Linked DNA regions of Mus musculus: regions 2, 3 and 4 are each linked to region 1. A link is a contact called in public Hi-C and promoter capture Hi-C data. All regions are on one chromosome and are shown on one strand. The core of a region is the stretch at or near the end of the contact, and the rest is flanking DNA. Distances in the headings are between cores, read along the strand shown. Region 1 holds the start of Ccdc190 (coiled-coil domain containing 190). Region 2 holds the start of Olfml2b (olfactomedin-like 2B). Region 3 has its middle 24 kb from the start of Nos1ap. Region 4 holds the start of Nos1ap (nitric oxide synthase 1 (neuronal) adaptor protein).

Region 1 (3,471 bases), core at 615-3,114:
CTTCCTTCCTTCCTTCCTTCCTTCCTTTCTTTCTTTCTTTCTTTCTTTCTTTCTTCCTTTCTTCCTTCATAAGCACTGTAGTCAGAAACTGTATCTCTAAACCATGAACGTGGAATCCCCTGCACCCAGCCCCTGTAGGATGGGGTCTACCCTTGTGAAGCTATGGCTGGAGTCGCTGCCTGGTTAGTACGGGTTCAGAAACTGCATGAGCAGTTCAGCAATGCGGAACCATTTGTGGCAAACTATACTTTGTCTATCCCTTTGCACACACTCTTCCTTTCTGCTAAGCATGGTCAGCTGGTACCCAGCCACGCATCACTTGGCAACTTCCCTCTCCTGCATCACCTCTCTCTTCTGCTCCTAGGTTCTGCTCATACAACCCTTGAGCCTTCTAACAGGAACAGGGGGCTCCTTCCTTACCGTAGAAATAACTCCATTTTAGCATTGAGAATATTTTTGAATGGGATTCATAAAAGCACAGGGTATTTCTTTTTATATCGATCTTATAAACACGCAGCTACCTGATAATGTTAATGAGCATCCCACCGTGAGGCGGGGGCTGTGCCCTCCCCCACCTCCCCCAGTAAATTACTCCTTAGGACTGGAAGTGGGGGCCCATTGCCACTCATGACAGAGCCTCACCTTGCTGCAGGCGCTGCAGTTCTTTCTGAAGCTGTCTCTGCTCCCTGGCTAGCGATTTCACGTGATAGAGGCAGATGATCTCCAGCCTTTGCAGTCTAAGGCTGAGTCTGGCTTCTGCTTGCCTGGCACTCTTTCTCTCCAAGTCAAACTGCTTATACAGAGGTCCCTTCACCATGCTTCTGTCCATCTTCCTCACGCGTGGGTGACAGTAAAGCCAGTGTCCTCCAGGGACCACAGATAACCTGAAAGAACAAGGTCAGCATGGTGGCTTCTGGTCATTGGTCACTGATTAGTTTGAAATCTAATTTTATTAAATCTTAAACTGCCTAGTCAGATGAAGTCTCCACATCCAAACCCACACCTCTACCTTCTTAACTCCAGTAGCACTCTCAGGAAGGAACGAGAGTCCCTGCCAATACTCACCTCAGGGCTACAACACAGAATGCATGCGGGATAGTGGTCAGTCAGGTCAGGTGCTCTCCCTTAGGTATTGGTGGTAGTAGTTCAGGAAAAGATTAGCATTAAAGAAGGGCATCCACCCACAGCCAAGCAGTGGATGGCGCTTGGGGACTCTTATGGAAGAATAGGAGGAAGGTTTACAGCCACTAAGGTGATAAGAACTCCACAGGAAGATGAACAGAATCAACTAACCTGCACCCTCAAGACTCTCCCAGACTGAACGGCCAATCAAAGACCGTAAATGGGCTGGACCAGGACTCTGCACATATATAACAGGTGTACAGCTTGGTTTTTATGTGGGTCCCAAACAACTGGAGCGGGGGACTGTCCCAAGAGGTGTTGCCTGTATGTGGGATGTGCTCTTTCAGCTGGGATGCCTCAGTGGGAGAGGAGGCGCTTAGCCTCTCAGAGACTTGAAGTGCCAGGGTAGGGGGAAGAGGGTGGAGGGGGTTACTCACTCAGAGGAGAAGGGGGTAAGGAAGGAAGGATTGTGGGAGGAGGTGAGAGGGAAGGGGGATCAGTGAGTGGAATGTAAAGTGAATAAGAAAAAAAAATTGAAATGTCAAAAAAGGGGGTGGGGTGGGGCTAAGGCCAGACACAAGGCAGCTCTAATTTAAGAGCCGAATTCGAGTCAGTTTGATTTAGATTCTGAAGTATAGATTAAAGCTTCACCCAAAAATACAGGGGGTAGCACTTACCTGCAAACCCAGCTCCTCACCAGGAAAATCTTTGTTTCTTTGGCTCCAAGCTTGTTTTCTTCACTAAGCGTGTGAGCCTGTGTAAAGGGGGGTGAGGGTGGGGAAGGGGGCTGGAAGGGGGCGGGGCCAGGAGAAGGTTAGTTACACTCGAAAGCTCTGTCCTTTCCTCCTGCGACCCCTGGTTAGGAATGCCGTCGACTCCTCGAGCCTTGGGTCCCATTTGCTCTTGAAGAGGCCACATCTCTAACTTGTTTTGAGGATAAAGGAAGCTTGCCAACTTCCAGCCCTCCCCAGGGAGGCCTGCGGTGCTCCTAGGCCGTGTCCATGGGAGCCAAGAATGAAAGCCAAGAGTCCCTCACTGTTTGTAACCAGTCTCTTCTCTTCCACCTCCCTCTGCTTCGCTTCTACCTCCCCTGCCCCTGCCCCTCCTCCCGCCCCATCTCCCACCCCTTTTCTGGCTTCTTGGAAACCAAAAGAAAGCACCCTGCCTTCCCATTCATGACTGGGCACATTTTGCACAGAAAGGCATTGAATTTGCTTATTCTACGTTATTGCGCTCCACGCTGGGTGTTTCCAGTCTTCCAGCCTTGTTCGGTGCATTTCAAAGTTTATTTAGATTTTCAAAGGCTTGGACACAGCACGAGATGAAGTGATATATATTTTTGAATCAACTTTTGTCTTCACGTTTGGAGAGCTGCAGCAGAGAATAGAGTTGAGCTATGGGTTATAGACGAAGATACTGGATGGGACTCTAACTGTTTCCTTGGGGATCCTTCTGAGAATGAGAGGCAGTAAGATTCCACAGTCTAAAGACAGCTGCCAACACTGGGGCCCAGTAATCCCAGTTTATGAAAGGCAGCTAAGCAGCCCCTACTACCCACAATCACCACCCGGCAAACAAACTATTCTAAAGAGATTACTGGGGAGGTGAGAGAGGGAGGGCGGGTCATTGTTCTCTAAGTAGGAAATGATACCTTCCCAGCCAGTGCTTCTCCCATGCACAAGTTCTTCCTCTCCAGGATTTAAACAAGTAGGGCACAATCTCCAAGACAATTACTACAGAAAGTGGGGTGCCGCATAAGGGAAACTGGCACTCTAGTCCCCATCGGCAGGCCTGGTGAAGTGCATAGCAACAGAGCTTTGTTGCCCCCATGAAGCGGTAAATATCCAGCCCAAATATGCCCTGGCAATGAAAGCACAACTCAATTAATATGAATCCATGCTGTGCACCTAGATTGGGCAGATCAACCCCTACACTACCATCTTCCACATCTATGTGACCCCTTAGAACTTGTAGTTTCTCCAAGCCATGTTCTTCTGCTCTGCTTTTCTTCTTCCTCCTCCTCCTCTGTGTCCTCTCCCTCTTCCATTTTCTCCTTCTTCTCTCCCTCACCTTCTGCTCCACCTTCCCTTTTATCTGCCCAATCATCAGCTCTCCTTTATTTTACAAATTAAGGTGGGAAAGCAGATTTACAGGAAGTCACCTGAGTACTGACTCATTCCTTGTTCAAAACTCCTCACAGGAGAAGGAATTAACAGCAGATATAATTAGCCCCAGGGCTATCCAAGTACCCCAGAGCTGACCTCATTGTGGCACTTCTGGTACAATTGGTGTGTCATCTTGAGAAAGTGCCTATGGGGAGAAGCTTGCAGAATTAACCACACAGTTAAT
Region 2 (3,471 bases), core at 374-2,873, 720 kb before region 1:
CAACGCACTCAGCATCCTTCCTCGGACAGTATCCATCCCAAGGACCAAGGAGACGCCCACTGTACACCAGCATGCCAGCTTTGGAAAGCAGGAGTGCCACATAAGTGTGAGAAGCGTCCCTTACAGTCCTGAGAAGCAGGCTGGAGCATGCTGGAAGCCAGGCTCTCCCTCTTTCCCTTTTAGCTTCTGCTCTTCATCTCTGAGAGGGCTGGTAATCAGGGTGTTCTGAGGACTGAGTTAGTTCATAAACGGACACACTACAGCACGAATCACCATCCTGGGTCGCTTGGCCCCCTCTGGGAATCAGCCACAACTGTGTGGCTCGGCACTGACACTCCACTCCAGGTACACCAGGTCTTAACATAAATCCCTCTGTTTTGGAGTCCCCCTCATAAGCATCACACATGTAGCACATCACACACTCTGTCTTCACCAAGTGCTTCTGTCCGAGTGTCTCCTCTGAAGCCATAAACCACCTCCCATGGCTTATACCTATCCCATCTGCCTCCTTTCCAACTTGTCCTCCTGTTTACACATTCCAATTCTGACAGGCAGTCTCATAGGCAAGAGGGACTTTTCACAACCATTACATCACACACACACACACACACACACACACACACACACACACACACACACACACACACACACACCCCTTTCTTCTCAGTGGTATTTTCCTTTCCTCTCCTTTCTCCTGACTTGGTAAGCCTGAAACACTCCACAGTTGTGACCCATGCCCTTACTTTTTAACACAGTACTTTAACACAACCCAACAAAACTAAAGTCAGGGCTGTAGAATCTCCACTCTTAGTGCAGGTAAGAGGGACCAGAAGTTCAAGACTAGCCTCAGCTATAAAGTGAGCTGGAAGCCAGCCTGGTCTACGAGAAAGCCTGTCCAACACCAAACGAGCAATATAGTGTGATAAACTAAAAGTGAACATCCACTTCACTAAAAATACAGAGAAAAACAGCTGCTCATAAATCTTTCATCCAGGACCAGCCTCAGGTCCTTGAGGTCCCCCAAGGCAAGAGGGGTGGGCACGCGATTCCTCATCCTACCTGAGATAAAACGTTCTCCTGGTTGTCCGCCTCGTTTTGCAGAATGTCATCTTCCGTGGGCTCCACTGTTTGCACATCAGGGGGCTCGCTTGTCCCTGTGGGAGGTGTAGTGGACCCCCAGACCTGTGCCACCACCAGAGCAAAGCAGAGAACCAATGGCAGGGGATAGGCCATGAGAGATGCGACAGTAGGGACTTTAGTCCCTACAGAGACCACCTTGGGTCGGAGGTCTCAGCAAAGACAGGCTGGAAGGCGGCTTCACTGGAGTCCGGAAGAGTAGATGTTCAGAGAACCGTCTAACGTCTAAAGCTGGGTGTGGCTGAGTGGAGCAGGACTGTGCTCCCCAGAGACCCTGAACATCTCCTCCCAGACCCCAGCAGCTTAGACTGTGCAGAGAGGACACAAGAAAGAGGTGACTGAGGGAGCAGAGGAGGGCGCCGGCTCGACGAGGGCAAGCCGCAGCAGCGTGAGCTCAGGTGGAAGGCTAGCGCCGGGAAACTCGGGACACCCGGAGACTGGGCGCAAGATGGACAGTGGCCACAGCGCAGGAGGCAAGGGAGGGCTGCTGGCCCAGGGCGCCGCGGGGCTGGCGCGGAGGGAGGGCGGAGCCTCTATTGTGCCGGGCAGAAAGATGCAGCCAGTGACGGCCCGGAGGAGGAGGACCGGGAAGCGCACAGACTTGGGCGCTGCGCCCGGGGACCCCGCCTCCTCTAGGGTTCAGCCACTGCGCTTAAGCGGGCGCCGGCTGGCGTGGGAAGGGCGCTGCTGGCCTTGCATCTGATTGTAAATGGTCATCCGAGAGGGACTCCGTGTGCCTTTTCTCGAGTTTTCTTCACGCCCGAGCTCCGGGGGAGCCCTGACTTGCTCCCTGGACTGCAACCGGGACAGCGGAGAAACACGACCTCTTCTCTTGAAGTGTTTTATTGTTGTTGGTTTTTGTTTTGTTTTGTTTTGTTTTCCGGAACTTGACTCCATCTGGAGTACGGGAAGCTTTGAACTTACGAACAATTGTAATCTTCATGTCTGCTACAACCCTAGAACCTGATAATACCCCCACCCAGAGGATGCATCTTGAACCTCTGACAGAATGTGGAGGGAGTTGGATACATTTTTAAAATATGGAGAGTGGCTACAGGTCTCTGCTGTCTCTGCTGTTCTGTTTGTCCTAGTGACTTCCCAGAATCAAACGCCTACCACAGGGAATGTCTCTTGCAGTCTCCGTGGTTTGGGACAAATGGACAGGCCTCTCTATCTGGCCAGATAATCTCTAAAGGGTATATACATGTAATGGTGCGGTCCTCTTTTGGGCTCTTTAATTAGTGACCCTGAATATGCCTACTATGAAGATTAACAATGTGTCACTTTTGGAAAGAGCATTAAGTCTTCTGGGACAATTGCCACTCTGAAATACTCAGCAGAGTCAGGTCGATTCTGAGGGGCTCTAGCAGAGCTGAGCATGGCAGGCATGGCTCTGGCAGGCCTTGCCTTCTCCTAGCCCATCTTCCTTGTTAAAAACCGTTCCATTACATTCCTAAAGCCAGCCACCAAGATCTAGTCCCCCTTTTGGCCGACTCCTGCCCCCTGAGGCTATTAAGGGCCCCTCCCTTTGGCTGCCCTAATTAATCTGTACAATCAAAAATAAACCCCTCATCTAAACAGGGGACTTCCCCTTTACCTTTATAAACTGTCATTTGCCTATGTGCCACATCTGCCTCCTCTCTATCCAGAGGCAGTGTTCCTTTCCCCTTCTCCTTCATTCTCTATCACCTGACTTGTATTCCCTGCCCTTTGTTCCTTGGGGGCAAATAAATCTCCTTTGGGCTGAGAACTTGGTCTTGGGATGTCTTGTGCTGGATGCATATCAATCCCTTCAAATGCAAAGACCTAAAAGATATTCTACCCCCTAGAGAAATCTGAATACTTTGTTCCTAATGCTAAGCAAAGAGGTTGGGATAATGAAAGTAATAAATCAAGCAAAAGCAGACTCCAGCTTAGATATGATAGTTGATAGAAGTGTAATGTTACCATTTAGTATTACTAATATTATCATTTCTTGATAGGGATACAACTCAGAGACTCCAGGATCCTAGACAAGCTTTCTGACACCGAGCCACTCCCTTGAACCTAATAATAACAATAATTACTATTTTCTTAAAAAGAGAAAAGTTTGTGGAGAGAAATCCAAGTCTCTAGATGCAGGAATGCTACACATATACCTTTCTACGAACACTATCAAATCTTGTATGAAACTAAGTGGGGAGGTGGTGGTTAATACTATATATGTAGTAATACTATATATGTAGTAATACTATATATGTAGTAATACTATATATGTAGTAATACTATATATGTAGTAATACTATATATGTAGTAATACTATATATGTAGTAATACTATATATGTAGTAATACT
Region 3 (3,471 bases), core at 431-2,930, 680 kb before region 1:
TCAACATTCTTATTCATCAGGGAAATGCAAAACAAAACAACCCTGAGATTCCACCTCACACCAGTCAGAATGGCTAAGATCAAAAATTCAGGTGACAGCAGATGCTGGTGAGGATGTGGAGAAAGAGGAACACTCTTCCATTGTTGGTGGGATTACAAGCTTGTACAACCACTCTGGAAATCAGTCTGGTGGTTCCTTAGAAAATTGGACATAGTACTACCGGAGGATCCAGCAATACCTCTCCTGGGCATATATCCAGAAGATGTCCCAACCGGTAAGAAGGACACATGCTCCACTTTGTTCATAGCAGCCTTATTTATAATAGCCCGAAGCTGGAAAGAACCCAGATGCCCCTCAACAGAGGAATGGATACAGAAAATATGGTACATTTACACAATGGAGTACTACTCAGCTATTAAAAAGAATGAATTTATGAAATTCCTAGGCAAATGGATGGACCTGGAGGGCATCATCCTGAGTGAGGTAACACAATCACAAAGGAACTCACACAATATGTACTCACTGATAAGTGGATATTAGCCCAAAACTTAGGATACCCAAGATATAAGATACAATTTGCTAAACGCATGAAATTCAAGAAGAATGAAGACCAAAGTGTGGACACTGTGCCCCTTCTGAGAATTGGGAACAAAACACCCATGGAAGGAGTTACAGAGACAAAGTTTGGAGCTAAGACAAAAGGATGGATCATCTAGAGACTGCCATATCCAGGGATCCACCCCATAATCAGCTTCCAAACGCTGACACCATTGCATACACTAGCAAGATTTTGCTGAAAGGACCCAGATATAGCTGTCTCTTGTGAGACTATGCCGGGGCCTAGCAAACACAGAAGTGGATGCTCACAGTCAGCTATTGGGTGGATCACAGGGCTCTCAATGGAGGAGCTAGAGAAAGTACCCAAGGAGCTAAAGGGATCTGCAACCCTATAGGTGGAACAACATTATGAACTAACCAGTACCCCGGAGCTCTTAACTCTAGCTGCATATGTATCAAAAGATGGCCTAGTCGGCCATCACTGGAAAGAGAGGCCCATTGGACATGCAAACTGTATATGCCCCAGTACAGGGGAACGCCAGGACCAAAAAAAATAGGAATGGGTGGGTAGGAAAGTGGGGGGGGGAGAGTATGGGGGACTTTTGGGATAGCATTGGAAATGTAATTGAGGAAAATACGTAATAAAAAAAAAAAGAAAACAGTCACTTGAGTGGATTTGGAGAGTCCCGTGGAGATGACACATGGCACCCCACAGCTTCCTGAGTCATCATTTTATTTCTTTAAAAAATGCAATAAACTTTATTGTATAAAAAAAATTCGAGTAAAAAAAAACCATCACGCACTGAGAATAAGCATATCTGAAGTCTGTACATCTCAGTGCACTTCTAAATCAGTGGTTCTCGACTTGTGGGCTATTTGGGGGAGTCAAATGACCCTTTCACAGGGGTCACCTAAGACCATCGGAAAACATAAATATCTACATTACGATTCGTAACAGTGGTAAAATTATGAAGTAGTAATGAAAATAATTTTATGGTTGGGAGTCATCACAGCCTGAGGAACTGTGTTAAAGGGCCACAGCGTTAGAAAGCTGAGACCCACTGCTCTAACAGACCTTGTGTGAATTCTTCACTTCTCAGTTCTGCCCCTTGAGGGCACCAGAGACTGCCCAGCTTTACAGAGCTTTACTCTGTAAAGGAGGCCAGACTGCAGTCAGCTGTGCATCTGTGAAGTGGTCAACGGGCTGTCAGCAACCAGAGCCAGGGTACAGCTCTGAAGCCGTCCTCACAGCCGGCGATCACCTCAAGGAACACAAACAGGGACAGAACCCAGGAGCCTTGAGTTCTAGCTTCCATTCGCCATCGCTGAGTGTGGCTCTGAGTTCTATATCCGGTGTTCTGGGCTTAAGCCTCTTCCCATATGAGATAGTGGTAAGAATATTCTCCACATTTAATGCTTCATACTCCCCAAGTAATAAGGAAAGCCAAGCTTGGTGGCACAGGCCTGCATTTCCAGCTACTCCGTAGACAGAGGCAGGAAGGTTGCAAACTTAAAGCCGACCCAGGCAACTTGGCTAAGACTCGATCTCAAAATCAAAAGAAGTCTAGAGATGCAGCTCAGCGGCGTGGTGATGGCTTAGTAAACACAAGGTTCTGGGCTCAAATCTCTAGCACCAATGGATTTTTAAAGATAATAACATTTTGGAATACCTGCAAATAATTACAACAACATTGATTCTGATTTTTTTAAATTTACTTATTTATTTTATGTACATGAGTACACTGTAGGTCTCTTCAGACTCACCAGAAGAGGGCATCATCGGATCCCATTACAGATGGTTGTGAGCCACCATGTAGTTGCTGGGAATTGAACTCAGGACCTCTGGAAGAGCAGTCTGTACTCTTAAAAGCTGAGCCATCTCTCCAGCCCAGATTCTGACTTCTTGCGGCCTTTGAAAGTGTACCTGTTTTGGGCACTATCTCAGTGTCACTAGAAATGTGAAGTTATGACCAAGATGGCTGGCCTAGAAGTATAATGCCTATAGCAACAAAGAAGGAAAATGAGACTCACGCAGTAGATTAAGGGTGGAAAGCTTGGATGATCTTAGTGGAACAAACAGAGCATAAGCAGGGTTTTGGGCTCACTCAGGCTCCATTGAAACCTGGACCTTTGTCTCAGATGAGCTTTCTCTTCACACTCGAGTCCCACACAATGCTCTGCCTCACAGTGACTCACTGGTGTGAGAAGAGAAAACACACGTATGTAGTAGCATTGCTCCTGCATGCGTCAGCCAGGTGAAAGCAAGCAAGCACTGAAGGGCTGGCCCTGGCTGAGGCTGGAAAATGAACAAGGAGGCACAAGCTATGGAGGAAACTCTTTTGTGAAAAGAGAATGTTCCGGCAAGCAGGGGCCCTGGGTCACAGTCCCAAAGTGAGCAGTATGCAGGTTGGACTTGGGATCCAGGCCATTGCAAAGGACACAAGACACTATGTGGAGAGTGATAGAGAGGGTAGTCTTCCCTGCTGTGGTCGCCATACACCAGATGGTGAGAGGAGGTGTGAACTTCTGGATTTCATTGTCACTATGCTGGGGACAACATAAACATTGGGCATTTTGTCTTGTAGTGATGTCAGGTGACCCATGGAGCAGTGAAGCAAGAATGATGTTGGGAGAAGAAAATTGCTCAGAGAGCCTCGGAGTCAATGGGGCCTCTGGGAGCTGTTCTAGAAGGCTTTGCCATCCTAGATTAGCCATCCCTGCTTCCCCAGGGGAACCGTAGAGAAGCAACTTATGTTTCCTTTGGTCTTGGCTTTATAGCTGGTCCTCTTTCCAGAAAGCTCCCCCCACAAAGGGAAGGACAGCAAGTTTACAGAGCAGGTGACAGAACCTGAGGACTAAGGAAAAGGAAGCCCTGGACAGGCTCCTGTGGACAGGCGTGTCTCATCTCCAACC
Region 4 (3,471 bases), core at 361-2,860, 660 kb before region 1:
TTGTTATACGTGGGCTGGCAGAGTCTCTTCTAACAATATCAGCAGTCACAACAGATTTATACAACAAAAGTTGCTAATTTTTGTCTCGGGGATCTCAGCTTTGACACTAGCTGGGCTAGCTGCTATTGGGGTGTCTGGAGCTCTATGAAGAGGTAGAGTACAGCTACCTCTGTATCTGAATGTTGTGTGACAAACCTTTCTTGGGAAGACAGCAAACATCTATTCATCCCAGTAGGAAACTCACTGCAGACCAAAGTACGGATACCACCAAAGTTCCACTTGGTTATGGGTTTTACTGCAGTTACTTACAGGACAATGGGTGAGAGGCTACCTACAGGACCAGAAATGTCTCAAAGACAGCTGCATCATCAAGGCCCAGACCAGTATTGGTGACAGCGCACAAAAGCTGGGGACCTGGAGTACACTTCGAAGCCCACAGGCAGCTCAACAGGTTGGAGAGTGTCCTTTCCAAGTGACTCTGATCTGATCTAAACCTCTTCCTGGCAGCTTAGCTGGTTTCTGCTGCTTCTAGGTCTGGTCTGAGTCTTTGCAGTTTATCTCCTCCGAGAGACTGCTTTTGCAGCTCAGCTTCAAGTTACTTGAGCCTCTCTGATTTTCTTGTTTATACTCTGGCAGGGAGGGGCCTGGTGGATCTGGCCAGTTTCAGGGACTTCCTGAAACTTCTTGGAGTTGTTTACCTTCCAGTTTAAAGACCTTCCCTGCTGGACGCTGGACAGAATGTTTCAATTTCAAAGGAAACTGTTACACAACCCTGTATCTATGAGGTTTACACACTCAGGTCTCAAATCCTGCTTTGGCACGTTCCTTCTTGCTTCAATAAGAAGCCTCACAGAATTCTGGAAACGTTCTCTTTCTTCCTTTTCTTTTCTTTTCTTTTCTTTTCTTTTCTTTTCTTTTCTTTTCTTTTCTTTTCTTTTCTTTTCTTTTCTTTTCTTTTCTTTTCTTTTCTTTTCTTTTCTTTTCTTTTCTTTTCTTTTCTTTTCCTTCCTATTTCTTTTCTCCTTTCTTTCTTATCACCAGCCAGTTAAAAAACTTTAATAAATGACATAAGAACATTCTGCAATTTCTTGTCCCTAGTGCAGCCTACTCCAGTTCTACGAGGCTGACGACTTTTATATATTTAAATTCTTCGCAAAGAAACCCTGCTGAGCCCCCAAATGCAAGCCACACACCCAAAGGGACAAAAAGCACTGGAGACAGCCCTCTTATTTGGTTTTCGCCTTGATTCTGAGGAGAAGCGGGGATCTCTGAATTAATGCTGTCCAGACCGAGGGTATCTGGGATAGATCTCTGGCCTTCTTGGGAAAACAAAACCCAATATTAACACCGCTTCTCTCGGGCTCCCCAAACAAAACCAAAACAAACACACACATGCAAGGCGATGCCGTTTCGCCACTACTAGTTAAGCGGACTGCGCCTGGATCGCCACGCTCCTGCGGTCTGGCCAGGGCGAAGTTCCCGGGTCTCGGCTCAGCGCTGCGGGGACTTTCACCTGCTGGGCGCGCGCGGGGCGCGGGGCGCGGGGCGGACCCGGCGGCGGCGGGCGGGGCTCTAGCGCGCGGGAGGAGTCGGTCCAGGCCCGCCCCGCAGGAGGAGCCGCGGGCTGGCAGCCGATCCGGCGTCTCCGTGACAGGCACCCTGCTCCGCCGCCACCGCCACCACCGCCGCCGCTGCCTTTCTTCCTCGTCCCGGGCCGTGCGCGCCGAGCTCGGGATCGGACTCCCGGTCTAGTCCCGCTTCTGGCCGTGCGCCCTTCGCTCGGCGTCCCGGTCCGGGGCTCCGCGCCGCTCGCTCCCGCCTGCCCGGCCGCCTGGCCGCCTCCCCGTAGTCAGAGCGCGGCCACCGAGCTGCTCGCGCCAGCCGCATCCGCGCCGCCCCTGCCGCTCGGCCCTCGGGAGGCTCGGCTCCCGGTTCACCCCTGCCACCTCCTGGCACCCAGGCTGCCCACCTCACGACCCGGGTCCTCGCCGCCGCCTCGCCCGGCCCCACTGTTCTCTGCACAGGGTCTCGCCAGCTCTTTCTCGTCGCCGCCACCGCCGCCCCCTTGGAGCAGCGGGTCCGCCGCGGGTCACCATGCCCAGCAAAACCAAGTACAACCTTGTGGACGATGGGCACGATCTACGGATCCCTTTGCACAACGAGGACGCCTTCCAGCACGGCATCTCTTTTGAGGCCAAGGTGAGGGGCCACCGGGAGGGCAGTGCCCTGAGAGGGCAGGTCTGGGGGAATGGGGTGCCAGCGGTCCTGGACTCAGAGCAGGTGGGCTAGGCCTTTCTCAGCTCTTGCCCAGAACAGCTAAAAATGAGCACCTGCAAAGTTTGAGGTGTACTGCCTCTTCCCCGTCTCCTACCTGCAGACACCCCATCCTCGCCCGCCAAGGCTGGATTGAGTTACTTCCCGGAGAAGGCTGAGCAGCGCAGCCTGCATGTCTGGCTCTTTAGAAAGCTTTAAGGAAGCGCTGGTGTTATTTACCTGCTGGCCTCCCATGAGAGAGGTGCTTTTGGAGGTGTTTTAAAAGGAGAATGCTTGTTTCCTGACCGGTTTTTAAAAAAGTTATATATATATGTGTATATTTCACACACACACACACACACACACACACACACACACACACACACACACACACACTCATTCCAAGTAGTTGAGTGTAGGTGTTAAAAGTTACTTCCCAAATGTCTGCTTTTGGACACTTTAGCATGTGTCAGTCATTGGTGTAGTAGTGGGGTGAAACCTGTTTTCTAGTTTTGTGGTGCACTGTTAAATCTCAGCAGTTGCTGATGAAGAATTTAGCCCAGACTGGAATTTGCAGGGTCAAGGCCAAAGCCACCCTTGGGGGAGGGGTGGAGTGGAAACCTCGCTGGACCAGTGGTTGTGTATAAGACAGGCAACCCGGTGACCTGACCATGAGGCACCTCTCTGTGTAAGGAGTTCTGGCTTCTAAGACTGCAGTGGAGTTTCCCGGAATGGTGCTTTTCAGTGGAAAAGGCTTCTGCTCGTGACTGATGCCCAGTCCTACCTATAACTTAAGGAAAGAAACGCGCAGGGATGCTCAGCATGCACAGTGTGCTTGTTACTGAGTGGAATTTAAGCGAGCTCTGTATAGATTGGGTTTTGAGAACAAGACTTTTGACAAAAGGCAGACTTGCTCCGTTCTCTTTTCTGCAGTGACCCGCAGGTTAGCCTGTTGTGCAAGGACTGCCGTCAGGTGTCAATTTCCTTTAGTTTGCAAAACATCATTGGAGTGTCAGATGCCCAGAGGTCATTTATCTTTACAGTTCCTCCCCTTTTCTCATGCAGATGGATGAATTGGTGACTCATATCCCCCCCAAACCCCAACTTTTCTCAGTCATATCTTCTAGAATTAGAGTTACCTCTTCACCCTATTGATGTCAAACTCTCCCTCGGAATACAGAGCTGGATTGCTGAGTAAAGGGGATCTGTCAGCCAAGA

The links. Promoter capture Hi-C pulls out the DNA fragments that hold promoters and counts their contacts. Hi-C and Micro-C count contacts between places; a contact is called where the count stands out from the background.
Region 2: a promoter capture Hi-C map of the HPC-7 cell line shows a contact between it and region 1, with 3 times the contacts expected there. The contact joins the promoter of Olfml2b here to the promoter of Ccdc190 in region 1. A contact is called at or near these places in 7 of 39 promoter capture datasets (the HPC-7 cell line, cranial neural crest, embryonic stem cells and 3 more) and 1 of 9 other capture datasets (embryonic stem cells).
Region 3: a Hi-C map of cerebral cortex shows a contact between it and region 1, with 5 times the contacts expected there. The contact joins the enhancer-like site here to the promoter of Ccdc190 in region 1. A contact is called at or near these places in 2 of 39 promoter capture datasets (both in the 3T3-L1 cell line), 2 of 15 datasets of contacts at CTCF or cohesin (embryonic stem cells and large pre-B cells) and 11 of 484 Hi-C or Micro-C datasets (B cells, the G1E-ER4 cell line, the N1E-115 cell line and 5 more).
Region 4: a contact with region 1 is called in a promoter capture Hi-C map of stem cell-derived epiblast-like cells, with 7 times the contacts expected there. The contact joins the promoter of Nos1ap here to the promoter of Ccdc190 in region 1. A contact is called at or near these places in 4 of 39 promoter capture datasets (embryonic stem cells, hippocampal neurons, pre-B cells and 1 more) and 1 of 9 other capture datasets (embryonic stem cells).

Annotation. Positions count from the first base shown.
Region 1 is chr1:169,927,332-169,930,802 of GRCm38.p6, reverse strand. It overlaps Ccdc190 (coiled-coil domain containing 190), which reads right to left and starts at 1,864. Exons shown (of 4, transcript NM_001033185.2): 1 at 1,800-1,864; 2 at 643-884. The coding sequence starts at 829. It overlaps Gm39699 (a long non-coding RNA gene), which reads right to left. Exons shown (of 3, transcript XR_865723.1): 2 at 2,774-2,982; 3 at 2,215-2,493.
Region 2 is chr1:170,642,684-170,646,154 of GRCm38.p6, reverse strand. It overlaps Olfml2b (olfactomedin-like 2B), which reads right to left and starts at 1,623. Exons shown (of 8, transcript NM_177068.4): 1 at 1,060-1,623. The coding sequence starts at 1,233.
Region 3 is chr1:170,611,625-170,615,095 of GRCm38.p6, reverse strand. No RefSeq gene overlaps it. Among named protein-coding and RNA genes, the nearest start is that of Nos1ap, 24 kb to the right of the region's middle. Within about 2 kb of position 1,680, at least 18 of the 459 cell types and tissues checked have an H3K27ac peak or open chromatin away from gene starts, as enhancers often do. A contact at or near this core is called in cerebral cortex, where this site is marked.
Region 4 is chr1:170,587,988-170,591,458 of GRCm38.p6, reverse strand. Nos1ap (nitric oxide synthase 1 (neuronal) adaptor protein) reads left to right here and starts at 1,610. Exons shown (of 10, transcript NM_001109985.2): 1 at 1,610-2,199. The coding sequence starts at 2,095.